4 separate regions of the Zea mays genome follow, and regions 1, 2 and 3 are each linked to region 4. A link is a contact called in public Hi-C data. All regions are on one chromosome and are shown on one strand. Each heading gives the region's core, a stretch centred on a gene start, on an enhancer-like site or on the middle of the called end of the contact. The rest is flanking DNA. Distances are from core to core; before and after follow the strand shown. Region 1 has its middle 30 kb from the start of LOC118476060. Region 2 holds the start of LOC109939366. Region 3 holds the start of LOC103639469 (pentatricopeptide repeat-containing protein, chloroplastic-like). Region 4 has its middle 54 kb from the start of LOC103644961.

Region 1 (5,106 bases), core at 134-2,633, 260 kb before region 4:
ACTAGGGTTAGCTAGACCCTTAAAAACTACCGAGGTGAATGGCTAGGGATCCACTACGAAGCCTTTACAAAGTTCCACTAGCTTCAGAAAACCCGCTACATTTTCTAGGAAGAGCAATGCGGGAATCCCCCATCTGACCGCCATCGCAGCAAAATCAACCCGGGAACCTCCCTACACGCCTACTGCCCTTGCCCCTATCGGGTAAGGTAGTCCTCCACTAGCTTTCCTAGTTAGTCAGCCAAGGGCGTCCCATTCCACCCTTGTGGTGGCACATGTTTCTCAAGTTAAGCTCCATGTTCCAATTAAAAATAATGATCTTGACATGAATAATAAATAAAATAATAGTATAATTGGAACATGAACATAATGTAATATTAAACCCAAAACCATATAGAGCAATAGCAAAAACTATCCAAATAGTTCAGGGGTAAACAAGGTAACAAGATAATCAGTCTAGGGTGACCTATTGGGTCCCATCAAAATTAAGCCTATGCATGAATAAGTGATAATAAAGAACATTATTGGGTAATAAAAGTGGTCAAGGGCTCAACTTGCCTGGGACTTGAGATTCCAGGTACCAACTTGCTCTTCAGGTGACTCGTGACCTCACTGTTAGTCATAGCAATACAGACAAACATGATATAGGCAAAATTAACATCACATCAAACATAAGTACAAACTGAATAATAATAATCTATGAGATGCTACGAGATCGTGGGTTCGAGAATCACTAAATTCGGAGCTACGGTTACAAAGATATGGCTTTTCCAAGATTTAGGTGATTTAATCAATGAAACTATATTTTATGTTGATTAAAATAAATCATGTGAGAAAAGATATAACTAACTCCAATTTTAATATAGGTTATAACCTGATTAGAGGTCATTCGATAGTTATTAATAGTCATAGTCGGACTACTTTGATAAAATATTAATCTACTATATAGATAGGGTAATTAAATAACTAACTAAAAGAGTAAGTGATATGACAACGGGATGTTTGTCATAGTGTAGTAAACTTTATTACAAATCTATCACAATTTGAATGAGTCAAATCGGAGTTAAAACGAGAAAGTTATGAATTTCCTAAGTTTATCATATTTATTTTCATTCTAAAAATCATTTTAGATTTTATTCTCTGAGATTACCAGACCGGTGGATGGCGGACACAATTTCTGAGTTCACCAAGGTCTAACCTACAAAACTCAGGGCCTTTCTAAAATGATTCCATCACCATCAGGGATCGCGGGTTAATTGTGGAAAACCCTGAGGACCCATACTGCAAAAATACCACGCGGATTCAACGTGCTCGGCTCTAGGCCATCCATTTTAGGATCTAAGGCCCAGATTAGATGGACTACCCTAGCGAACCGGTACGTGATGTGAGTCGTTGGATCAAGATCCCATGGCTGCGGTTAAATAGGTCCACATAACGAACCGGTATGGAATGTCCCCCGTAGGATTGCCAACCGACGGTGGCGATTCAAAATCATACTATTAAAATCCTAACCGCACATATCCTGATCTAGGGTCCCCAATTCACCCCCGCATCATCCGATCACGCACGTCCATCAGCAAACAGATGACCCACATAAGATTTGGCCGAACTGCACACTGGCTCTGATCATGGCCGTTGGCGACCAAATCAGCGGTCCCGGCACATCTTCCCCACCCCGATGCGGCAGAGCGGGGGTGAACAGCACCCCGCGGCAGAGCAACTCGCCGGCACACCCCGCCCGACGGAGACAGGGCCCCAAATCCTACACCAACCCGTGCTACACGCAGAGGAAGACGAGGTGATTCGAGAGGAAGGCTTCTTACCATGAGTCAATGCTTGGTTGCGGCCAGCCACGTACAAGGCGAAATCACGGCGGAGGGGAAACGACGGCGAGAAATTAGTGGCCTCACGGTGGATTTCCCCGCAGTGGAAGGTTGTGGCCAGTTTTGGTAATCACCACCGATTGTCCAAGGGCTTCAATTCGGCTCCACAACCGCCATGGCGAGAGCAGAGCCAACGGCGGGCCTTTCCCCAAGCAGGCGGTGATGAGGTTAAAGGGGTTAGGACGCACGACCCAAGCGTGGAGTTCATCTGGCTTCAGATGCGCACCCAGGCACAGTCTTATACACAGGACCACTCGAACTAACCGCCAGAGATCCACGGAGATCCACGACCGGACCTCGGGTGTTAGTTGAGCGCGCATCGGGATGACAACATGGGCCCCGCCAGTCACAGAGAGAGGCACCACAGGCACAGGAGCGCCACAGAAGGGAAGGACGCTGGCGAGTGAGCCCCGGCCGGCAGTGGCACAGATGCGTGCGACGCAGATGTTGGGCTGGCAAGGTGAGGTGAACCGGTTGAGCAGAATCGTCCCATATGTAGCCTTCTTTCTTTTTTTGTTTTCTTTCTATTCTCTTCTCAATTCAATTTTGAATTCAAATCTGTTCTAAATTTAAGTTCAAGTTTAGTGCACCAATAAAACTCCAATATGATGTGCAACAATTATATTAATATATTTAGTTGCTTTATTTATTATATTATTTTATTTTAGATAATGCTTTTAACATGAAATACACATCACATTTATTTCAATAGTATATTATTTCGGGTGTGTAGTCAAGTCAAAAGGTATATTCTGAAGTTCATATCCCTTTGTCCTGATAGAAAACATTTTTCGATTGTCTAATCTTCATTAGGATATGATTAGCTAATCTTATTTTATTATGAGCATTTACTTCATAGAGGGTGAATTCTAAAGTTCAGTCTTTTTCAAGAGCACCTATTTTGATGATTATATTTATTATTATTATTTCTATCTAAAGGATTCCCTTAAATCTCAAGTTAAGATTGAGTGTTACAAATCCTACCCCCTTAATAGAAATCTTGTCCTCCAGATTAATAAGAAAGGGAATGCAACTAGTTTGGTTTGTAGTCTATATTTTAGTTTCTAATTGGTTTTAATACCAAAAGTTTTTTTACATCACAAATTATTAGGTGATTAGGAAAGCAGGGGTATATATACGGGTATAGCCACTTCATAAAAGATGTGTTTAAAGCATAGATATGTTTGGGTAAGAAAGAGTACGGTAAGGAAAGGCTCCATCCAAGATTGTGGATCTTGATTCCTTTGAAGATCTGACTTGAATCTTATCCTACCTTGATTTGATGAGGTCGATCATCTTCGATCTTCGGCCTTAGAATCGTCACCAAAGTTAGGGATATATAATTAAGATGACTTGTAGATAAGAACAGATGATTAGTGGGTAGGTCATATGGAATGAGTGTACTATGGCATAATCTAGCTTCCTTTGGGGTCTAGCGTGACTCATATTTCTCTTTAATAAGATTGATCTCTTCCTACTTGAGCTTTGGTGTCTCCATCCGGGTTTGGGACAAAAGATTAAGATAGATCAGTAGGTAACAACTAGGCAGAGGGTTTAGTAGGCAGCTATATGCTAGATGGGATTAGTTATGTATCCTGTTATGTAGGTCAAGTGGTTGGGTATGGCCGAGTCGATCTAAGTCACCAATTTAGGCTTTAGTGAATTAGGAGTATGACCTTATCCTTTTGTACCAGCATTAAGTAATTCTCACTAGATTGGATCATATTAGCTTATATCACATTAGATTTTATACTCATATTTAAGAATATCATTTAGTTAAGCATATCAAGCTGATTTTATCTGTATGAAATTCTAGTATCTGTATTTTTTTATCTAAGTAGAACTTCCAATTAGTATATTTTTATACACCTAAAATTCTTCATGCCATTAGCAGGTGTGGCATAGAAAACAAGGGTAACTCAGGTTTTAGCTATTAGGTGAGTGTGGAGAAGATTTGGAGGATAAGGGAAAGTTAGGTAAGGGAGACTTTTATTCCGGGTGGTGGATCTTGATTCATCTGAATATATGTTTCTACTCATATCCTTCATTGTCGAGGTTAACCTTCTTCTTGGGTCTGATTCAGGGACCATCCGTCATGGTGTTAGATGCCATTATCTGAGTTGGGGTAACAATTGCGGGTACATGGGATAGGTAGGTTAAACATAGTTTTACTTCGCTTTTGGGATAAATGGGTTGGGCAACCTATAACATAGGCTGGGTCGTGGTTTCACGGACGAGTTGGTCTAAGACACCAATTTAGGTTTAAAACCCATTTATAGGAATATGGTCTAATCTATGTTACCAGTATTAACTAACTTGTTTAAGTCACTCCCTTTAGATTGGATCATATTAGATTAGGTAGGGTCTAGATTAGATCGGATATAACTAGATTAGACTAGTTTAAGTTAAATAGATCTACCTGGTAGGACATATATTATTAATATATGTTAGAATCTTTTGAGATAGGATGGATTATATGGTGTAGGTAAGTCATAATCTATGTTAGGTTAAAACAGAGGGGTTATGCAACCATCAGATGTTTAAGATAGTTTCACGAGGCCGAGTTGGTCTGTTGTTCTTAATTTAGTGCAGAGTGAATTAAGTTAAAACATATTTTATAGGAGTAGAGTCTCATTTATTTCATCAGTACTAACTCTTCTATTAAGTAATTTACATTAGATTAGCTCAACTTAAGGTTAGCCTTCGTTAGGTTAGATTAATCTATCACATTAGATCAGATCTAGGTTAGATTGTTATGACTAGATAGACTAGATAAGATCTCATTAATTTGGATTAGATCATGGTTGTTACTTTAGGATAAGTAAAGTGGTTAGGATAAGATAATTCCTTCAAGATAAGATGAATCTATTAAGATAAGAGAGAGTCTTTTAAAATAAGATGGATCTATTAGGCTCGATATATTCTAGTGGGGTATTCTTAGTTGGTCTAGTTTATCTTATAAACAATTTATGAGGATAAGATATTCTTTTTTTATTTTTTTACATAAGATGAACCTATTAGGATAAGATAGAATCCTTTAAGTTAAGAGGGATCTATTTAAAATAGATACACTTTAATGGAGGATATTCTAGGTTGTTTAGTTATCTTATGAATTTTATTTATTTATATTTATGCCTATATGTATATGCAGATGTAATTATGGACATTACTCTACAACTCATCACACTCGATCAAAGATCCAAATCAGACATGTATCACAAGAACA
Region 2 (5,196 bases), core at 183-2,682, 360 kb after region 4:
TCGTTTTCTTTTTCTAGAATGAATAATCATAGCCATCATTGACAGTAACTTATGTGCATCAGCAACACAAACTATAACCTTGGTCTTCTTATCCATCTACATGTAAGCATCAAATCCAAAAAGACAACAATCATGTAGAATTGATATATAGGTGTACAATCAAGTGTTCATGCAAACAAAATATAAAGGAACTAATAGCAATTACGATCTGCATATTAATACATTATGATCTACATACACTATTTGCATAGAATTATTTACATTACTCAAGTCTAAAAACAATTCAGTAGCGCAAGAAACACAAATTGACAAGAACTGTCGTACATTTGTAAGTCAAGAACCATAAACGATGAGTATGCCGTAGATTTGTAAGTCAAGAACTGATGCTAAGTTCACTAATAAGGAGATTAATTTATAATAGCAATAGCTTGTGGATGAGTATGTCGTAGATTTGATAAAAAAATAAAGGATGCTACACCACCGACACGGCTACACCAGGCACCAGCTACATGGCTAAACAATAAGAACTGCTGTACAAGTTGACAAGAACTTTTCCTTGATGCTGGCCGGCTGTAGCATGGCTCTCTCCCTCTCTCACCTACACGACTACACCAAGCATCAGGCATCAGAAAGGGGTCGGAGAGCTGTTGTCCATGGAGCCTGATCCTGATGCGTCTGCTGGTCACGAGCCTGTGGGGGAAGAGCTCGCCGCGCCGGGCTCACCACGCGGAAGAGAGCAGAGGGGAAGAAGAGAGCAGAGTGGAAAGGAACTCACCGCGCCTGGCTCTTAAGAGCTCGCCGGCTAGCGGGATAAAGGAGGAAAATGAGAGCAGAGGATAGGCGACTCACCGCACCCTGCTGAGCAGCTCGCCGGTCAGCAGGATTGGAGGAAGAGGAGAGCATAGGGGAAGAGGAGAGTAGAGGGGAAAGAGGACTCACCGCGCTGAGGAGCTCGCCGGCCAGCGGGATGAAGGAGGCGGCGCTAGATCTGATGTGGATGAGAAGGGCTCGTGAGGTGCCTTGTCCCGAGAAGAACGATATTATCCGTCTGATTCAGAGGGACGAACATGGACAATATTCTAGTGATAATATTTTTGTAGGGACGGTCTCATCTGAACCTTGACTCCCAACCAAACAGTCTAGTGTGTGGGATCGTCCTGTTCCATCCCGTCCTGACTCGCAACCAAACACATCCTTAATACGCGGCCGGATTTACCCTTAAATCCTGATGTGACGTCTCTGTTTGTGTTTTTCTGAAAAATGCTATATATTTATTTCATCTTCGTGGTTAAGGAATTTTCAATCTTGTGTAAGGGCGAGTTAAGGTTGTGTGCTTTGTTACCTCTGTTTGTTCTCGAAAGCCTGCAAAGACATGGACAGCTCATGCGGTCATGCCTCTTCTCTTCCGTGGCTCTGTGGTCCGTAGTCAGCGCCAGACGCCCAGAGCCCCCGACAAGCACCGGACACTCGCTCGCGAATAGCCTTGGCGGGCCTTTAAAAGGGCGTCCCCGCAAATACGCCACCCCACACGGATCGAAAACGAATTACCCTCGGTGCCCTCCCTCTCGGCGGCGGCGCAAGTCCCCTTCATCTCCGGCGCGGTGAGCTCCCCTTCTTCGTACCCCAGATTCTTACTTCCTTTCCCGGCGCCTGACCCTACACCGCTACGCGCCTGCTCGCGTTTTGGGAAAAAAAACTTACCCTTTCGGTTGCCTTGGCCATTCGGATCTGGCTCCCCCTCGGCGCCGGCGCGCTGGGTTGGCACGGCGAATCTATGTGTCGGTGTCGATGGTGTGCAAGGCGAGCGTGTTAGGTCGCCGTGCAGATAGCTTGGTTTGGCGGAGGATACGGCGGCCGTCTCTGCTTTTGGTTCCTGGGTTGGATCAAGGGACGCAAGGGTCGTCTGCCAATCTGCCATGGAGTTGGGAATGGTAATACTGATCCAATCCGCGGCAAACAGTTCTGGTGTGTTATTGTTATGCACCGGTATATGTTGGCCTGCGATGCAACAAGGATGCTGGTGGCGAAAAAGAAATGGTGGCTGTTGCAGGGAAAATACCGACTAGTCAAATGTATATGCAAAGAGATTTCTTTTGGCGTGTAACAATGTCCTGTACTCAGTTTTTGTGGTCTGATTAGGGATCCAAAGTCAGCAGGGATGGGCTAGAATGCAAATAGGGTATTTTGAATCAACTGCACTGAGATTGCAGTTGATCCTGATGTTAATAAACTGGATTGGGGGTTCTGGCTGCACTTGACTGTTGCCTCTAGAGTTTAGATGGCGCATAGGCAGTTTCTGGTCTACCATGTTTTCATGTTGATGAGGGTTTGCATTGTTCATATTCATCATTTGGATGCAATTCTGCTCCTTAATCTGGGACCAGGGTGCTTCTAACCTAACACAAGTTTGTCTGATGAGTGTAGTCTTCTTGCTTACTAGGTGTTTGTTTCATGATGTACATAAGCACATCACATATCCTGAATGTAGCAATAGGAAAAATGTACATTTACTGTTGTTCTGTGTACTTCACTTCTCAGTATTTCTGTGTTCATCCAAAACCTGAATGGATTGAGGGTTCTATGCTTTGCATAACATAGGAAATTAACTGCTAGACATGGTTTTAAGGGCATGGCTGTGTTGTATTACCTTCCTAGGTTGGGTTGGGAATCAGGTTGCATTTAAAACTACGTCCAAATGATGCATGCTCTAAACCTATATTCTTGTGACATTTTTTTCTCGAAAAGCGCAGGAGAACTGCACTCCAATATATTATAGCAGAAGGGAAGGGGAAAAGAACCCCGGATACAAGGCACCCTTACAGAAGGGAAGGGAGGCCACACAGAAGCATACATAAAACAATCCATAAGGAAAGGATAAGCCACACACACCCTATGAAGATCTGAATCTGACCCTAAGAAGTGGAGAGCGGGGCAGCCAGGAAGGATAATCCCTTGGCACCAGCCACTTGCCACTTCTCCCTCTCCTCATGTGCAGTCTGTAGGAGAAGAGAGAGGTTAGGAGCCACTCCATCAAAAAACCACTCTATTTCTATGGGTCCAGATCAACCACGCTCCAAGAGAGAGAGGAGGTAATCCAACCCTTTCTTCCTCAAACCCGTGACCTGATCTGAAGCCCTTTCTCACCAGCCCAAAAAACTGATATCTCCTTGTTGAGGTGCTAAACTGTGCAGGCCAAAAAACCTTAAGACGATGTACCAAAAGACTCTAGAGAAAACGCAGGATACCAGCATATGATGATAGTTTTGAAGTCTTGATCAAAGAGAGGGCATCTGACTGGATGATTCATGCCTCTTTTTGCAAGACGGTCTGTAGTCCAACATTTATTTTGAGCTACCAGCCACAAGAAGAACCGACATTTAGAGGGAGCCCAAGACCTCCATATCTGCTTGTGGTGAGCAAAAACACAAGTCATAGAATAGACCACTATAAGCAACTTTCGCAGAGTATTTGCCATTAGGTGCAATAGAGAAAATATGTTTATCCTCAATATCTGGCTGCAAAAATAGAACTGAGAGAGCATTCCAGAGGTGCAGATAGTCCGCTAAGGCTCCCACCGTTAGAGCACCCTTAATATCCCCAATCCACCTCCTATTTAGCAGGCCTTCTTGCACAGTTCTTTTTGCTGGTTATTCTTTTTGGGATTATGCTAAACAGCCTTGGGGCAAAGTCTGACACTTCTTCCATTGATCCATTTGTCCACCCAGAATAAGGTATTAGATCCATTACCAATTACAGTGGTCAGCACAACAGAGAAGAAGGATTTGGCTTTACATGGCACCTTAATTGGAAGATCAGCCCATGGATGGGTAGGGTCAGTTTTCTTCAACCATAGAGCCATCTCATTCGGAGAGCCCAGCACAGCTCTGGGAAACTCGAGATTCCCAAGTCTCCCAAATTCATAGGCATGCAAACCTTTCCCTGAGCAACCATACAATGCCCACCCTTTGCTTCCTTTCTACCTGTCCACAAGAAGCCTCTTCTAATCTTGTCAATAGCGACAATGGCCCATTTAGGAAAATCAATTGGCATAGCAGCTGACATACCAGTGTGAACGTGCTGAACTAATACCCTTCTGCCTGCCCTGTTCATCAGGCCAGTCTTCCAATTTGGGAGCTTATTAGCAATTTTGTCCACCAAGGGTAAGAACTGGTCTTTGTTCAACTTTCGTAAGGAAAGAGGGAGTTCCAAATATTTGCATGGAAAGGAAGCAATTTCACATGGCAAACAATTTTGGACCTCCAGGATGGTGTGCTGGGAGCATCTGATAGGGAAAATATTGGACTTCTGAGCATTGTTGCGAAGGCCAGAGGCATCCTCAAACAACTCAAGGATTTCCAGAGAAATGGAAATGTCTTCCTGAGTAGGGTGCAAAAATAGAGCCACATCATCAACATAAATTGAAATCCTGTGAAGCTTCTTCCTATTAGATAGAAGCTGCAACAATCCAGCTTCCTCGGCCTTGGAAAAAAGAAGACCAAGCACATCCATGACAAGGATGAACAACATTGGGGATAAGGGGTTTCCTTGCCTCAAGCCTCTTCTATGCTGAATCCTGTTGCCTGGACAACCATTGAGAAGAACTTGAGTGAAAGAGGATCCAAGTAAACCACAAATAATATCTCTCCAAAACTGCCCAAAACCCATTTGCTGCATAACTTCAATCAAAAAGGGCCAAGACACATAATCAAAAGCTTTTGTAATGTCTAACTTGAAAAGAAGACTGGCCTTATTCTGCTGATGCAACAATCTTGAAGTCTGCTGGACAAGCATAAAGTTATCCTGGATAAATCTTCCTTTAATAAAAGCCCTCTGGCAAGGGGAGACCAAGCTATTTAACCTTCTAGAAAGCCTGTTGGCAAGGATCTTGGTGACCAATTTAGCAAAACTGTGCACCTGACTAATTGGTCTGAAATCACACATCTGATCAACCCCCTCCTTTGGGATCATGGTAATATATGTAGAGTTGAGCCTACCTAGATTCACAAAGTTTCTATTCCAAATTGTTGTCACTGCATTTAGCACATCCTCTTTGATTGTGTTCCAACACTCTTTGTAGAATCTCCCAGTGAATCCCTCAGGCCTTGGGGCCTTATCAGATGGAAGGCTTCTGATGGTATCCAAAACTTCTTGTTCTAAACTAGGAAGCTCCAACTCAGAAAGATCATGGGCTGGCAG
Region 3 (4,851 bases), core at 683-3,182, 330 kb before region 4:
GGAAAGCGACCATGTCCAAGCGTCCTTGCTTTCCATATCCATTAATCAAGGAATTGTAAGTAACAGTGTCCTTCTCAATGCCCAATTTCTCCATTTCTTCACATACAGTAGCAATTTCATCATATTTCCCTGTCTTCACATATATGGCCAGTAAGGTGTTGTAGCAAACTCGGTCCAGTTGTATTCTCAAAGACTTCATCTTTTCACGCAACTTGAGTGCCTCATCATATTTCTCCAGTTTGGAGAATCCATCCATAAGCGTACTATATGTAACGACATTTGGCTTGGCATTGTTTGCTTCCATATCCAATACAACTTGCAGAGCCAGCCCCATGTTGCCACACTTGCAAATAGCATCGACGAATGTGTTGTAAGTGTAAATGTCACGCCCACTACCAAGATGGATCATTTCATCAAAGACAGTGCGAGCATCTTCCAAATGCCCAGCCCGGCTACATGCAGCAAGAAGTGAGTTAAATGTTTTACGGTCCGGACAGAGCCCATCCTGCAGCATCTGACGGAAATATCCAAGTGTGAACCTAAGGTCAACACCCCCTTTTCCACATGCATCAATCACTGCATTGTATGATACCGTGGTAGGCCGCAATCCTGCACCTTTCATCGACTCAAGCACCCCCATGGCCTCAGTTGCAAGCCCACTCCTGGCATAAGCTGAGATAAGCGCAGAGTGCGCAAACACCGTATTGCCATAGCTCCCTGCAATGCCAGTATCAAAAGCCCTCCTCGCGAGGTCTGGCCGGCCCATCTTGCCAAGTGCACCAATGGCGGCAGTCAGAAGTTTTCCCTTGTCAACAGCACCACCCCCAACTAAGGGTAGTGCGGCATAGAACACCTCGAATGCACGAAGTGCAGATTTATCCCTGTCGCCGAGCCCCCGGAGGATCTGGCAGTAGTCCTCAGGACCAAGTAGCTCGCCCCGAAACGACGAGAGGGCCGAACCAAGCCCTCGCCTATCTTCAGGCGCGACGCGGAGCAGCTTCTCGACACAGCGACCCGCGGCGGCTGAGGACACGCGCCCGCGGTCCTGTGCGCCCCCTCCGCCGCCGCCGCCACGGGTGCGCTTGGAGATGGTCTTGGTGGTGCGCGCGCGCCGAAACTCCGGACCGAGCGCGGCGGCCGCCGCCGCGGTGCGCTGGGGCTGCTGCGCCCACGGCGCGCCGTGGCCAACGAAGATAGGCCTGTGGGCGGGCTGGCACGCCGCGGAGGAGGAGGCGGCCGGGGAAGCCGCCGCGAGGAGGTGTGGCGGGCACAGCGCCGCGGCCGCGGCCGACGCCGAGGCCGGCGGCGCGGACGGGTGCAGTCGCGCGGTGGCCGTGGCCGTGACCGCCGCCGCGGCGGCCGCCGAGTGGTGGTGCGCCGCGTGGTGCGACGCCGCGTGCGCCTGCGACGGCGTGAAGTGCGTCGCCATACCGGCGGTGGCCGCAGCAGACTCCCAGCAAAGCACGCAACCACGCGAGAATCACCTCCTCCCGAACGGCGCGCTCTTTGCCCAAACCCGGTCAAAATCCTCCCACGAAATTCTTCCTCCACGAGACACCAGCTGCACAACCCTGCCCACTAAATCCTAACCCAAACCAAGCAGCCTAGAGATACACCGGACCGGAATCGAATCTCCGGGTCCTCGCGCGGCGGCACGACACTAGCCAAACAGAGCACCAGAAAGGCGGGATCTTGAGGACTAAACTAAACCAGGGCCATTTTGCTGCGGTGCAGCAGCAGAGGCTATGATGAGGGAGCCATCAGATCATGCCCGTTGGCGATCGATTTGATGATAAGATAAGGGGATTTGGCGTCTGATTTCGCGAGGCGGGGATTGGGTGGCTGCCAAGAACACACGCGTGGCGTGGGTAGGAAGCGAAGCGAGGCAGAGAAGGGAAGAGATAAGACGCCAAGAAAAAAAGTGAACAAAGAATTGGACTTTTATGCGTGGGCCCCTCATTCACCTCGAAGCATTTCCTCCTCTAGCTACCGCGTTTCGTACAGATTTTTTTCGTGGGTTGAGTTACTGACATGCTGGACCCAGTGGCCCCACCTGCATGCAGTCGTGGAGGTCTGGAGGACGAGGAGGCGCTTTGCTTCGGCGACGTTGGCGAAACATGAGCGTGACACAGCTGAGCTGGCGTGTTTCGTGGCGGATGCTTGGGTTATGTGGCCAGGTGGCTGCTTAAACTGCTTTCAACGCCCGCCGACCTCCCCTCTCCTACCCCTGTAGCAATTTAGGGTGATGCGTGAGCTATAACGGCACGCGCTAAACGGCCCCCTACCTGGTACAGTGCAAGGGGGCAACCTTCTTTCTCCACAGATCTGGGCGCTAAACGGCCCCCTACCTGGTACAGTGCAAGGGGGCAACCTTCTTTCTCCACAGATCTGGGGCAGCCGCCGGCTTCCTCTTGCACTATTCGTCGTTGTTTTGTGTGCACTTGAGTGTTTCTTAGTTGGTAAAAAATAAGAATAGATAATGAATAGACATGAAAAATAATATTTTATGATTATAGTGAGGTATAGGGAAGATATAGGGGGAACCGCTGTAGAGCGTGGAGATATAGGGGGAAGAGAACGCTGACGTGACACGTGAGTGGGATTTAGGGGGAACCGCTGAACACAATCTTAGATGGTGAATCGCTGTAGCCACTCCCACTCGCGGAGAGTAGTGATGGCAACGGATCGGATTCGGATCGGATATTGCAAATATCCATTCGCAACCACATCCGCGATTGCAACCAATATTCGCCCGCGACATACCCGCGGGTAGAAATTTATATCCATGCACGTGTCCATTGGATTTTGGACTGGTTTCGGATATCCATCGGATATAATAGACACAATCATTTATTCAACAATTCAATAGCATAATTAGTCAAATTTCTTCCCAGTTCACCATCATACACAATTAGAACTTAATAAAAGAATTATTATGGGCCTGCGGGCCTCGGTTAGGGGCACTAGAGCTTGTAACAGCCAACCGTCAGCGGCGGTCTATGAGACTTGGAAAAGGGCCACGGGGCACAACGCAGGAAGCCAACAAGGCTATAAGGGGTGGCCAACAGTGGGAAATTGGGAGCGTTAGGCGTGGGGTTCATTGTGTTAGAGTTTGTTCTTTACTATGTAACATGGGCTAGGCCAAAAAATACACTATGGGTTGATTTCGGATATCCACCGGATAACCCGTGGATAGAATGTAATATCCTAATCCCTGCCCACCCGACTTCGGGTCGGATTCGGGTCTGACCCACGGGTCAAAACATGTATCCATATCAGGCTCCGTCGGGTCGGATATCCGGTGGATATCCAAATCCACGGGTCAAATTGCCATCCCTAGCGGAGAGGTCGACCAAGTCTCTGTCAACCCTACAAGGTGGAAGTCCCAATCTAGCGCTATTGGGCCAGGACGGTAACGACACGATGCATCATCATCAATGTATGAAAAATGGACCCGGGCCATTTGGCTCAAGGTTTTGGTGTTTGATTATCAACATAATCTGTGGACTAATGTGTTTGCTAGTGTTTATGTTCATAGTTCACAGGATGCGAAGAGGATTGGACTAAGGCACTGAGGATGCAACACCTCAAAATAAGACACAAAAAGAGCTTAAAAGTTCAAGACTCAAGAACAAAAGAAGTCCAAGAAAACAGCAAAGAAATCCATGAAGTGGGCAGTCAGCTAGCGCACTGGTGGCGCACCAGACAGTGTACAGTGCTTGTCCGGTGTGCACCGGACAGTCCGGTGTTGCACAGAGGGACACGCAGCAAGGCACCATCGGACTGTAACACCGAACTGTCCAGTGTGCACCGGACAGTCTGGGTAACGGTCGACTGCTACAGACCCCAACGGTCAGCTGACGTGGCAGGGCACCGGACAGTGAACAGTGCTTGTCCGGTGGGCACCGGACTGTCCGATGCGCCTGTCGACAGAAAGTTGTTGCTTCTGTCCAACGACTATAATTGTGGGGGAGACTATAAATACCCCCAACCGGACATTTTAATGTGTGGGAGCCCAAGTAACATAACAAAGGCATAGTGTAGACATTTCCAAGTGCTCATACACTCAAGTGCTTAATAGAATCACTCGGTGATTAGCGTAAGTGCTTTGTGAAGTGCTTAGGTTAGTTAGACCACATTAGCGCTTGCTCTACGTGAACCCTAGCTAGTTGAGTGAGTTTAGAAAAACCACACGACCCCTCGGCTCTTGCGCTAGCCGTTGTAATTGTACTGAGTGGGACGAGAGCCTTGCGAGACCGTGACAACCGAGTTTGTATCACAGCCGCCACCGTGTACCGGAGGGAACGAGGCCCACGACGTTTCGGCCGGAAGCTCGATAGTGGAGACGCGGGGAGCGACCGAGAGGAGCCGGAAGCTGAGCACCACTTGCGCGTGGAGAAGGCCCGTGACTCTCTACGGAGTTACTCGACTGTGGTGCTTGGCCCTCGCGTGGGCTTACCTTTCCGTAGGGGCACCAATGAGGATTAGTCGGAACCTTGCGTGGTTCCGGATACCTCGGTAAAAATACTGACGTCTTCCATAAGAGTTTGCATCTCTACCTTGCTCTTTAACTTCCGCATTTATATTAAGTATTTAAGTTTCAATCTTGTCTTTCTAGTTAGATTATTTAGATAAAACCTATGCGGTAAAGATAACAACACTTAAACAAAACCTAGTTTACACATTCTATATTGTTTATTTGTATAGGTTTTGCTTTAGGGATTTATTTGTGGTCTAGTTTAGAGAAAGTAAGTCCTAATTCACCCCCTCTTAGGCATTACCATTTCCTACAATTGGTATTAGAGCTTGGTTTGGCTCATTTGAAACGCTTTAGCTTCACCGCTAAAAGAG
Region 4 (5,093 bases), core at 2,010-4,509:
GACCCAATTAGAGACCTGGAAGCCAAAGTGGAACAACTTCGGTCGCTACGTCACCGGAATAGGGCTTGGGCGCAGGACAACCAACATATAGCTGAATTGTCAGCTGACGTGAGCCGCTTGCAATATGAGATTTCAGAACGGGATTCGGCCATTGATTGGGCCGTCAACTCGAGTTCGATCGCATGGGACCACGAAGCAAAAGCTCGAGCTCATGTGGCAGAGCTTAGTGCGGCCCTCGATAGCCTGCAAGTGTATTGTAATACTTTACATGAAGAAGTACATGTACTGTATGATTGACTGCACCCGGACGTGCCTTCCGACATTGCTACAATGGGAGCCAGACCATCAGAAACAACAAATGAAGGACCTGATGGGGAGTTGGACCTTTTTATGCCCCCTCCTTCCATGAACCTTGCTGACGAACGGTCTCCTGCAGCAGGAAATGAAGCAACTAAGGATGACGAAGACTAGAATAGTATAGTTTTATAGTTTAGACTAAAATAAGTAATGAAGTCAAGTTGTACGCTGGAGTCTTTATAATTATTAAATTTTGGTAATGTAATACGATGGTGTGTGCTAGCATGTTATATTTTTTCCAAATGTTTCTTTGCCTCAGATGCCATCACAGACTCGCGCACATAACGGTGCAGGGACTTTCCGTGGTCGGAAAGATACTCCTAACCCGCCACCAGTACCACCGACCTTGGCCGAGGCTATCGCTGCCCTGGTCAGTGCCACTGCGGATAATACGCGCTTCTTGCGCAAAATGGCGGGCAATCAGTTCCAATAGTATGGTGGGAGATCTCCTCCTCAAGGACCGCGTGAAACTACATACTTGGAATTTTCTGAGACTTGACCCCCGCTCTTTATTAAAGGAGAAGAACCTCTAGAAGCTGGTGAGTGGGTAAGAGTTATGGAACAGAAGTTTGGATTAATTCGCTGCATAGAGACGCAGAAGCCACTGTTTGCTGCACAATAGCTGAGAGGGCCTGTCAGTACTTGGTGGGCAAATTTTGTAGCAATTCAACCGGCTGGACATCAGATCACCTGGGAGGAATTCAAGCTAGCGTTCCGGGAGCATTATGTTCCAGAGGGAGTGTCCATATGAAACAAGAAGAGTTCATCCGGTTAAAGCAAGGGGGAGATACTATAATGCGATATCTCAATAAGTTCAACCATCTGTCCCAGTATGCCATTGACCAAGTGAATACATATCTGAAGAAAAAGAATTGTTTTATGAGGGGACTTAATGACAGGCTTTAGCAGAAAATGGCAACGTGCTTGGACCTTACCTACAGTAGGGCTGTCAGTACAACACTGGCAGTAGAAGCCAAAAATGCAGGACCTGGAAAATCAAAGGGGTTTGGAGGTGAAAGGTCAAATCAAGGGTCTGAGAAGGGAACCAGGTTGGTGATCCGACCTTTTAATCAAAATCGTTCTTCGTCTCACCCACCTTCATATACATTCTAGCAGCATGTCTTTATTCGTCCCACTACTGCCCCTGCTCCTACCAATCAACCGAGTGCCCTTGGTACTCGTTTCCATGCTCTCCCTAGTTCTTCCACTGGTTGCTTCAACTGTGGAAAGTCCGGACACTTTATCAAGGACTGCCCATACCCGAAGCAAAATAAAACCAATTTCCAACAGAACTCTGGGAACTCCAACCAAGGAAAGGGGAACACGACTAATACTTCAACGAGCAAGAACTTCAAGAAAACTGGACGGATTTATTATACCCAAGTGGTTACAACACCGGAGGGCGAGCCGGTAATGATGGGTATGTTCCTTGTTGCCAATTACCCATCAGTTATTCTCTTTCGATTCTGGTGCATCACATACCTTCATAAGCAAGAATTTTGTGGAAAAGCATTGCATTCCTTGCACTGAATCAAGGGAAGGGTTTATTATCCACTCACATATGGGATAGATATTTACTAAGGAAGTAGCCTTCCACATACCAATAACGTTAGCCGCACGGGAATTTCCTACCAACATGATTGTTTTAAATGGTTAAGACATAGATGTAATCTTGGGCATGAATTGGTTGGCCCAACATAAGGCCATCATCAATACAGACTTAAGGACCATCAAATTGAGCCATGGCCATGAAGAGATTCAATTGTCTATCCCTGTAGCTGTCCCCGTCAAACCATCTGGGCAAGTTTATGAAGCTATCGTGCAAGAAATCCAGGATATTCCGGTGGTATGTGAATTCCCGGATGTCTTTCCTAAAGACTTACCTGGGTTGCCTCCGGAAAGGGATATGGAATATAAGGCCCAAAATCTGTATAAAAAAACTATAATAATAATAAAATAAACACATGAAGAAATGAAATAGTAAATTCGGATATCTCAAAATATACTTGAGTATTGAAAATTGAGAACTAAATTTTGAAAACCAAGAATTATTTTAGAAAAGAAGTAATAGAAAAGTTTTTCTATTCAACTAAATAATTATGCATATCATTAAATGATGCACCATAAACATTTATCTACAAGGATATTAAATTTTGAAGTAACTTTTACTCATTGTCCCACATTCAAAATACTATTTCTTTTCTAAAAAGAAAGAAAACAATAGGAGAATGTTTCATATTTCTAACATCTATCAAATAAATAAAATAATTAAAATAAACATAAATCTATTGCATCATGTGGGAGTTTATTTATGTGTGCATTTAACAGTAATAATAATAATGTTAGTAGAAATACATTAATATTCACATTTGGATTTAAGACCTAGTTTGCAAATTAGAAATTTTGTAATGTCAAAAAGGAATAATATGGGAATATCTCATTTTGACAAAGTAAATAATGGATATAAAACAAAGTAAACTATGTATAACAAGTTGGAGCTTTTGTTTGAGCACTTAAATGTACTCTAAGTTTGAACTATGTTTACATTTAATTCAAAATGTGAATTTGAATTCAAAATAGAAATACAAAATATGAAAGGAATTGAAAATAGAGAAGGAAGGCGAGAAATATTATTCAATATAAAACAATATTATAATTAAATAAACTTCACCACATGATAGTGTGACCAGATTGCATAGTTAACATGAAACTGAATTTACACTTAAGTTGAATTCAAAACTTAAATTCAAATGAATTATGAGTAAAGAAAAACAGAAAATAAAATTAAAAGAAAAAGGAAAAGGGGGAAACTCGCGTTGGGCCTCATCCACGCTAGCGGCCCATTTCCCTTCTCTATTGCGCGACCCGCTACCCAACCTTCCCCACGGCGCTGACGACTGGGCCCCTGTGGGCAGTCTCAGGTGGCGCGCTCTGGTTGACTTCCCTCGCTTTCACGTGGGTCCAGAGTGTCGGAATCATCTGCTTCCCTCCAACAAACTCAGCTGAGCGCGTATCGATCCGAGATTCAACGCCTACGACCGATTGCCGAAATCTCTTCTACCCGTGTTTTAGCTACCATGATTCCTCTCTTAGCCGTCTACGGGTGGGGCTAGATAAGCAGTACTGTCAGCCCAGTCTCAACCCCCGTGGTCGAGCTGGTCGCCCGATAATGGCACCCTGGGGCGCGGACTTGGTGCGGCTTGTGTATAAATCTCGAGCGCCGGACCTCCCCTCGCCCCTCGTATTCGCTCCATGCCAACTCTTGGGAGCTCGGGCTGGAGTTTGGCGTTCCGCTGTTTGCAGCCGCGTGGGAGAGCTGGAAGACGTCGTCGCCGTGAACTAGTGCTCTGACCGTCGCCTCGGCCTCGGCTAGGGGTTGGGAGCCTTCGTTGAGGCACTCTGGTGCGTGTGGTTCCCTCGGCTGGCACGATTGGGGAGCAGGGTGAAGCGAATTTCTCGCCAGTGGTTGGAGGGCGCGCCTGAGCCGCTCTACGCCGTGACCAGTGGTCTTCGTCGTGCTAATTCCGGTGAATCTCGTCCCATCTTGTTCGTGTTGGTCTTAGCGTCATATAGCACCTTCAATTTGCCGCGTAGTGCATCCAGGCGTAGTGGTGGGTTCGGCGGCCATGGGCGCCATCGCGCTAACGTTGGCGCGCCGCCGCTTGGTTGGTGTCTGGGCGCGGGATTGGGAAGACACGCGTGCACCGTAGATCCGTGGATGTGTGGCTGGGATCGGCTCGCGCGTACCGTTTCGGCCAAACCGATCTGGTTCGTCCGATCGTGGATGGGCGTATGAGATTGGATCGGCTAGTACAAAATCCTAACCGTAGGGTTGGATCCTACGGTCTGCATCGCGTACCTCTTCGCGATCTACTTTGGGCCGTTGGATGGAAATCGGGTGGCCGCGGTATACCGGTTCGATTATAAAACTGAATCTAATCTTAACCGTTGAACTTAGATCTGGCGGCTCATAGTGCACCGTACCCCTTCGGTTGTGGAAATTTCTTAAAGAGCCCCTGTCGTTGTTTTTATTTAACCCGCAGTTTGCGTCTATTGAAGAAACCTCACGGTTTGGTCCTGGTATTTATATTTGGAACCCTGAGCTCTCGGAATATTGTTTGCTCGGTCCAAATTCTATTAAAATTCATGAATAAATCCTAGAAATTGATTTTTAGTATTAAAATAAATCTAAAAACTTGTTTAATTCGTGGAAAATTCATTTTAACTCTGAATTGATCCCTTCCAGTTGCAATAATTCATAATAATATTGTTTATCACTTAGTAACCTCGTTTTGTCATGAAACATAGATTAGAAATTATACACTTAGTTTCTTTTAATCCAACACTCAAAAACTCCGGAAATTTATAAGTTCTTAGTTCTAATTCCGATTTGGTTCGTTCAAGTTGTGTTAGCTCCGTATAAATATGTACTATGCAATAACAACATTTATTATACCATAGCTTATTCTTTTATGATTAGACTTTTATTTAACTTATGTTGGTTAGTCTTGTTAATCTACTTATCATTATAATCTACCAAAATATAATTTCTGGTCAATTTATAACTTAGATTAAAGTTGAGATAATTATTTAGAGAATAACCTCTCTTATGATCTATCCTAACCAATTCATAATATAGTTTAATATTTTAATCACACAGATCTTCTATAAAATCATAACTCCTAAATCGTGACTCCGATCTTAGTAGTTCTCGATCCCGCGATCTCCTAGCAACG

The links. A called contact is a pair of places that touch in the nucleus more often than the background predicts.
Region 1: a contact with region 4 is called in a Hi-C map of bundle sheath, with 3 times the contacts expected there. The contact joins two enhancer-like sites. A contact is called at or near these places in 2 of 25 Hi-C or Micro-C datasets (bundle sheath and ear).
Region 2: a contact with region 4 is called in a Hi-C map of ear, with 3 times the contacts expected there. The contact joins the promoter of LOC109939366 here to the enhancer-like site in region 4. A contact is called at or near these places in 3 of 25 Hi-C or Micro-C datasets (ear, endosperm and tassel).
Region 3: a contact with region 4 is called in a Hi-C map of ear, with 2.0 times the contacts expected there. The contact joins the promoter of LOC103639469 here to the enhancer-like site in region 4. A contact is called at or near these places in 2 of 25 Hi-C or Micro-C datasets (bundle sheath and ear).

What each region holds. Positions count from the first base shown.
Region 1 is chr1:151,332,073-151,337,178 of Zm-B73-REFERENCE-NAM-5.0, reverse strand. No RefSeq gene overlaps it. Among protein-coding and RNA genes, the nearest start is that of LOC118476060, 30 kb to the right of the region's middle. Within about 2 kb of position 1,383, at least 20 of the 20 cell types and tissues checked have an H3K27ac peak or open chromatin away from gene starts, as enhancers often do. A contact at or near this core is called in bundle sheath and ear, where this site is marked.
Region 2 is chr1:150,713,851-150,719,046 of Zm-B73-REFERENCE-NAM-5.0, reverse strand. LOC109939366 reads right to left here and starts at 1,432. Exons shown (of 3, transcript XM_020546485.2): 1 at 1,343-1,432. The coding sequence starts at 1,374. LOC100273814 reads left to right here and starts at 1,237. Exons shown (of 2, transcript XM_020546492.3): 1 at 1,237-1,601. The coding sequence starts at 1,261.
Region 3 is chr1:151,399,194-151,404,044 of Zm-B73-REFERENCE-NAM-5.0, reverse strand. It overlaps LOC103639469 (pentatricopeptide repeat-containing protein, chloroplastic-like), which reads right to left and starts at 1,932. Exons shown (of 4, transcript XM_008662223.4): 1 at 1-1,932. The coding sequence starts at 1,429.
Region 4 is chr1:151,072,032-151,077,124 of Zm-B73-REFERENCE-NAM-5.0, reverse strand. No RefSeq gene overlaps it. Among protein-coding and RNA genes, the nearest start is that of LOC103644961, 54 kb to the left of the region's middle. Within about 2 kb of position 3,259, at least 20 of the 20 cell types and tissues checked have an H3K27ac peak or open chromatin away from gene starts, as enhancers often do. A contact at or near this core is called in bundle sheath, ear, endosperm and 1 more, where this site is marked.